Linked DNA regions of Ovis aries: region 2 is linked to region 1. The links are chromatin contacts, called in public Hi-C maps. All regions are on one chromosome and are shown on one strand. Each heading gives the region's core, a stretch centred on a gene start, on an enhancer-like site or on the middle of the called end of the contact. The rest is flanking DNA. Distances are from core to core; before and after follow the strand shown. Region 1 has its middle 35 kb from the start of TRNAG-CCC. Region 2 holds the start of ELL2 (elongation factor for RNA polymerase II 2).

The links. A called contact is a pair of places that touch in the nucleus more often than the background predicts.
Region 2: a Hi-C map of liver shows a contact between it and region 1, with 5 times the contacts expected there. The contact joins the promoter of ELL2 here to the enhancer-like site in region 1. A contact is called at or near these places in 7 of 16 Hi-C or Micro-C datasets (blood, hypothalamus, liver and 1 more).

The regions. Positions count from the first base shown.
Region 1 is chr5:92,815,356-92,818,497 of ARS-UI_Ramb_v3.0, reverse strand. No RefSeq gene overlaps it. Among named protein-coding and RNA genes, the nearest start is that of TRNAG-CCC, 35 kb to the right of the region's middle. Within about 2 kb of position 1,662, at least 27 of the 54 cell types and tissues checked have an H3K27ac peak or open chromatin away from gene starts, as enhancers often do. A contact at or near this core is called in liver and tail adipose tissue, where this site is marked.
Region 2 is chr5:92,916,787-92,920,360 of ARS-UI_Ramb_v3.0, reverse strand. It overlaps ELL2 (elongation factor for RNA polymerase II 2), which reads left to right and starts at 2,233. Exons shown (of 12, transcript XM_027970525.2): 1 at 2,233-2,520. The coding sequence starts at 2,365. It overlaps LOC114115026 (a long non-coding RNA gene), which reads right to left and starts at 2,088. Exons shown (of 6, transcript XR_003589533.3): 1 at 2,047-2,088.

The DNA.
Region 1 (3,142 bases), core at 413-2,912:
GTGCTCCGTGTTTGTCCTTACGTCCCTCCCATCAGCCCCCGACCCTAATCCCACCAAAGCAAGAGGTCAGCAGGGCAGCTGGAGGCCCCACCCCCACGAGGCCTGGAAGGAAAAGGGAACTTAAAAGAGACCACAAACTGTTTCCTACCTTCTCTGGTCCCCAGAGATCCTTTTTCTCAATAAAACCATAAAAGGATTTTTAAAAATAATAGTACATACAAAAAAAAAAAAAAAGCACAAAAATTTCACCAGGCATAGAGCTTTCTGTAGGAGAACTTTCAGGAGACAATCAGATTTGAGATTTCATGAGATGAGAAAGGGGATTGGATATCAACAGAAAAAAGTCCTGGCAGGTGGCAATTAGCTAAAAGTTAGGAATGAGGGTGCAGGGAACTTTGGGGGGATGTGTATGTGCTTAGTCACGTCCAGCTCTCTGCAGCCCTATGGACTGTCCGTGGAATTCTCCAGGCAAGAATACCAGAGTGGGTTGCCATTTTCTCCTCCAGGGGATCTTCCGGACCCAAAGGTCGAACCTTCGTCTCCTGCACTGGCAAGCGGATTCTTAACCACTAGTGCCACCTCATATTCTCTTGGGGATGTATTTCCCCCTAAATGTGGTGAAGAAGGATCCAGAGCAGCCTGCTGGAAAGGCTGGCGAGGGAAACATCTTTGCAAGGCCCAGGGACGCTACCCGATGTACAGTGGATTCCAGGCCAGTGGCCAATGAAAAGCTTTCCCCGAGCCTCCACCACCTTCCAAGTTAATTCTCTTCAGGTGCTCCACCTGATGGTATTATTCAGGCTCCTTGTTCACTGGCTCAAACCCTTCCAAATCCTCCCAGGTCTCTTGTTTGTCTCTTTACTTTTAATCCCATCTTGTCTGTTTCCCAGAATATCAAAATTTGCCCATAATCCTCAGTACAGATCAACTCCAGGTGTCTACAATTTTTTTTTTCTAGGTGTTACAAAAAAAAAAAAAAAAAAAGAAGAAGCAGCAGCTCTGAGCTAGTTTCCTCACCTACCTGCTCCCACGCCTGGTCCAGTCATGGTTATCTCCCTGAATAACCCCTCCTGGGCCCCCTGCCAGAAAATATTTTGCAAGTTTCCCTTGAATTTTTACATGGCAGACTTCTGAAACATGTAAATAATATATAAGGCCAACCTATTTGGGGAGCTAAGAGCAACCAAAACTCTTCAACTGCAAATCTGCCCCCCAAGTTGGTTTTGCCTTTAAAAAAAAAAAGGACTTGTGAAATATTCGAGTCTCTTGTTAACGCAAACAGCACCCGGTGACCTAAAACTTCAAGCAACGGCCCAAAGTGAGGGGAAGTGTGCTGTTGACTTGGATTTACAGAAAGTGAGTGTGACTCATGGCAAGGTCCTGCGATCTCGCACGAACTCATTCTGCCTGCAAAAGCCCGGGGATCAGTGGGTGAGCCAATGTCAACCTCGGCCAGGCAGGCAGAAGCCCTTTGTTTTTCCCGTCGTGCGGAAACGCCAGGTCCCCGCGGCTTCTGACAAAGGGCCTCGTCCAGCCGGCGTGTCACCGTGCGCGTTGGCCACGGCGGACGCCCGAGGACGTGCGCGCGCGGACCCGCTCCCCGACTGGCCGGCGTCGCGGCGGCCTCGGCCGGGGAGAGAGGGCAGGCGGGCTGGGGCGCAGCGCCCCCTGCTGGACGCCGGCGACGGCGCGGCGGGCTCGAGTTGACCGCGGACCCAGAGCCTCCTGCCGGGGACCGCCGAGGCGGCCCAGCAGCCCGCTCCAGTGTTCTTGCCTGGAGAGTCCCAGGGACGGAGGCGGCTGGCAGGCTACGGTCCATTCTGGAAAGAGAACAAAAACACTAGCAGGGATGTGCACCCTTTATCCAAACCAATCCTCGAGGCCACGCACCCTCCTTTCCTCACCATAGCATGTGGCTGGTGTGTGTGTGTGCCCACGTGTGTGCAGGAACACAGCGAGGCTGCATATTCAGGACTGTCTGCACTGACCTCCCAGAGTGGACATCATCATATGCCTTTCTGGGTTGGTAAGCAGCTCCCCAGCTGACAGAGGCTTTTGCATCAAGTATCCCCCTTCCTCTCCCACTGCTCTGTACAACTAGTAACACAGTCTCAACCTAAGGACTGCCAGCTCCCTGGCTCTGCTAGTAGAATTACTCATAACCTAGCCACGTCTGAGGATGACGGCTCACTGAGGAGCTTTCCCCTTTTCCAAAGATTTCGCCCACATGGAAACAAAGGCTTGTCATAATCCCCTAGCCGGTCAGGTCAGGCTGTCAGCATGGAGCAGATCAAGGGCTGACATCTAGATGAAGTCAACCACCGCTGGCTGCGGGAGGGAGCAGTCTGCAGGCACAGCTCAGCAGCTTCCAGGTGGCGGGTACTGGGAAACTCCCAGGAAACTTACAGACTGTGAGTGGTTTTGCCAGAACCTCCCTGGCTCTTGAGGGTTGTGCTCATATATGTCACGCTCATAGGAAACTTTTCTTGCCTAAGAGGTTATGGACCTAAATCCAGGCGGGTTTGTGAAAGCAGGAAGCCTGAAAAACAAGGCAAAGATGTCAGATGAAGGGTGCTGCTGCTTTGGCAACAGTGTTCACAGACTGTGTGAGGGACACCAGTGACCCAAAATACTGATGCTTCGGGATTTTCCTCGTGATTGAATAATAAAAATTACAGTATCTTACGAGCTTACTTTAGAATAATAGAACAATAGAATGGGAAAGACTAGAGATCTCTTAAAGAAAATTAGAGATACCAAGAGAGCATTCCATGCAAAGATGGGCTCAATAAAGGACAGAAATGGTACAGACCTAACAGAAGCATAAGATATTAGGAAGAGGTGGTAAGAATATACAGAAAACTATATTAAAAAAGATTTTCATGATCCAGATAATCCTGATGGTGTGATCACTCACCTAGAGCCAGACATCCTGGAATGTGAAGTCAGGTGGACCTTAGGAAGCATCACTATGAACAAAGCTAGTGGAGGTGATGGAATTCAGTTGAGCTATTTCAAATCCTGAAAGATGATGCTGTGAAAGTGCTGCACTCAATATACCAGCAAATTTGGAACACTCAGCAGTGGCCACAGGACTGGAAAAGGTCAGTTTTCTTTCCAATCCCTAAAAAAGGCAGTGCCA
Region 2 (3,574 bases), core at 984-3,483, 100 kb before region 1:
GTTGAAATGCTCCAAAGGGAGAAAATACAGACATTAACTCACTACAATAATATACTGTAGTACTCGCTGAAAGATTAGGTTACTCACTAAAATACAACAAGAAAAACTTTTTCTTATCACAACTAAGAAAAAAAAATCAATTTCTATTAAGTGCCTGCAGGTCAGACATTTAAAAACTATAGTGAAAAGCACCCTAGCTCCTTCCCCACCCTGTGGATGTCATCAGAAGTTCTGAGTAAGAGGAGGCCAAGTTAAGATGCCATGTGGGCGGGGATTTACCCACCTTCACCAAAAAAGGAATAGTATACAGGTTTTACTTGTTCTGGTCAGTCTCCCCCACCCCCCACCCCCAAATAATTAAAGCTTTGGATATGTGGTCAGTCCTTCCCTATTAAAGTAAAGCCAACAGGAGAAAAGAATAATTCAAGAATAAAATTACTTTTTAAATTATTTTGTGATTGCCTGGCTTATTTAATGAATTTAAGATAATTAAACACTCTAGTAAACTAGATTAACAAGTGTTAATCATGTCTTAACAGCAAGCAGAATCTAGTGGATTGAAATTAAGTCCATTTCAAAAATGCTTTCCTGTGGCGTAACAACACTTAATACAGGCGTTTCCACTTAACCCATATTCTATGCAAGGAGGATTCGTTCAGTAATTTGTTTACAGAACGAATCTGTAATCTGTTCTGTCATCTGTAAGGCTCAAGGGTCTGAAACGCGAGGTAGTGTACATGAACGGTAGGGGATTGATTAAAAGCGGGAGGTGAATCATGGAAAACTCCCACTTGGAACTGCCTGGAAAAAAATAATGGCACTATCCAATTTAAAAGTATGGGAAACACTGATTAAATACCTATACATTTTTCCTGGGGACATCCCAGTCAACGCAACGGAGTTTTACAATCTGAGGGAAACAAAAAAGCGTCTCAAATTTTTTTAAGTAATTGAAAAAAAAAAGACCTTGCAGTAGTTTCATGCCTTTGAATAGTTTGCTTTTTTAATATCTGGTGTCGCTGATCTCCGGTTAACTCATCGTCTGACCGGAAGCCTGTCCAGTGGATCCACACGCCGCGCTGAAAAGCGCTCGGGCTTAGGCGTCTTCCTTTAGCCACGCCCACACACGGAGCGTCGCAAGGAACGGAATGTGCGCCCAGCCTCCTCACCCCCTCACGCGCCGGTCTCCTCCACTTAACAGCAACAGCTCAAACACCTCCCTGTCAGATGAAACGGACAGAACCCAGACGAAACCAGGGCATGATGTCGCTGTGTCTCTTAATATAAGTGAAGGCCACTTAAACTCTCCTACTGCCCTTCGAAAGGAAAACCCTAAGTTCCGCCCCAAGTCCCATGCGTGCATGCATAATTTATACATAACCCTGCTCCTACTTTGGAGAATTTCAAAGGAACGGAATACATTTCTCCGGGATGGCAACCGGGCACGGCGTGGGAAAACCCTTCAATTTCCGTTTTCTGCTGTGCCCACCGCACCAAAGCCTCAGGTACCGGTTCCTAAACTAGCTTCACGTTCGTTAAGAGGCTTCACACAATCTAGCAGAATTCTTCAAAGCCAGGGGCCAACTCGCTAATTTCAAATTTCGGGCGAAAGGATGACGAGGAAGAGCGTCCTCCTCCCCAGTTCCAGCCGCTCATCAAAGCGGTGAGTTCTGAGGAGCAACTCTCCACAAGTGACTGCGATCTTCCCTCACACGCACACATCCTACTCCACAGGCTAAAGCAGCCGTCGGGGAACGAAGTCTTTACTTGGCCATCAATTTGGGGTAGGGAATCTCCCTCCCCAAGGACCACCAGCGCAGGAAGAGTCTCCTCCACTACACTCCCACCTCTGAGTACCCCCACAAGGGGCGGAGCTCGGCCTCCAGGGAGTCAGACCAGGCAACCTGGACACCCTAAATTAGCAGGAGATTTCCCCAACACACACCCCCAAACCAGCCTGGCCAACAGCCGCCCGTGAAGCAAGCCGATCAGGCGTGACGTCAGGTGTGATTAAGTTGGTGCGTCACCTCGACGTCAGCCTCTCACCTCTCGGACGTCCCGTCCCGGGAGCAAAACTCCGGCTACTTTGGGCTCCGCCCCGTGAGAGTGGGAGGTGGCCAATAAGGGCGGTCCTGAGGAGCCCCGGGGTCCAATGAGACGAGCCAGGGGCGGGGCAGGAGGCCGGAGGGCGGGGCGGGCGGCGGCGGTGGCCGCCGGAGGTCTGGCCTGCGCGCAGTATATGACAGTACGTCAGCAGCGGGATGGCCGTAGCTGTGGCGGCGGCTGCAGACGCCCGAGCAGCCGCGGCCGCAGTGGAGGCTGGAGCCCGAGCGGCGTCGGCGGCGGCACCCCGGGGAGTTTAAGATGGCGGCGGGGGGGGCGGCGGCGGCGGCGGGTCTGCGGGAAGAGCAGCGGTACGGGCTGTCGTGCGGGAGGCTGGGACAGGACCACATCACCGTACTGCATGTGAAGCTCACCGAGACGGCGATCCGCGCGCTCGAGACCTACCAGAGCCACAAGGTGAGGCCGGGCGGCTGAGAGCAGGGGGGAAAGGGCGTCCCCGGCCGCCCAGCCGCGCCGCCCCCTGACCGACCCGGCTGCACCTGGCTCGGGGCTGGCGGAGCGGTGACTCGCTTCGGCTGCCGTCCGCGCGCGCCGCGGCGGGGCAGGGCAGGGCCGGGCGAGGGTGGCTGACGGCCGCCGCCGTCCGGGGCCGGCCAGGCGCCGGGGCGTGTGGCCGGGGGAGGCGAGCGGGCGAGCGGGCGGGCGGGCGGCCCCTGGCGGCGGGGCCGAGGCCGCCGCAGCCCCTGCGCTGCGGGGACTTTCCGACGGCGCCCGCGGGGCTTTTCTAGCCTTTTCGGTCCCGCTGAGGGAGAGAGGCAACCAGGGAAGAGATGAGTGAAATGGCTCCTCTGCCCCCACGACGTTTGGGGGTGGATGGGAGGAGGGCAGCGTCCAGACGCCGAACCGAGAGGACCGGCTGGCACTAGCCGTCCGCTTCGGGGGGTGGGGGGCGTCCCAACCGTAGAGCCGCGGAGAGCCCGGGACCCAGGCGCTCCGCGTGTGAAGGTGGGACACACACTTTACCCGCAGGGACTTGGGGACACATGGGCGGCCGCGTACGGGGCGTGGAGGGGCGGGTGGGGTGGGTGCCCACCGTGTACTCTCAGAGGCTGATACGGGCGCTCCGCGTACGCGGGCGGAGGAGGGCACACGGGCGTTCCCAGAGAACCGGGGAGTCACACACACACACACCCAGCGCTCACCCGGGAGCAAGGACCTCGGTCCCCTAGAGAGAAGGATTCTCGGTGGCTCCTCATCCCCCAAAGACGCGTCGCTCGCGGCTGGGGCTGACTCACTGACCTAGAGAGAGACCAGCATCGGGGTGTCGGGGTGCAGGGCTTGGGGGGAGGTGGTTACACTGCATTCTGGGCAGACTCGGGTGTCGCACCCCGCTCCGCCTTCCGGAGAGAGCGTGGACACAGACACACACAACTCGAGCATAGCGAAGGCTCACAGACTCAGCGATTGTAGAGGACACACCAAGGAACGCGTTTGCAGGTTTTAGGGGGAA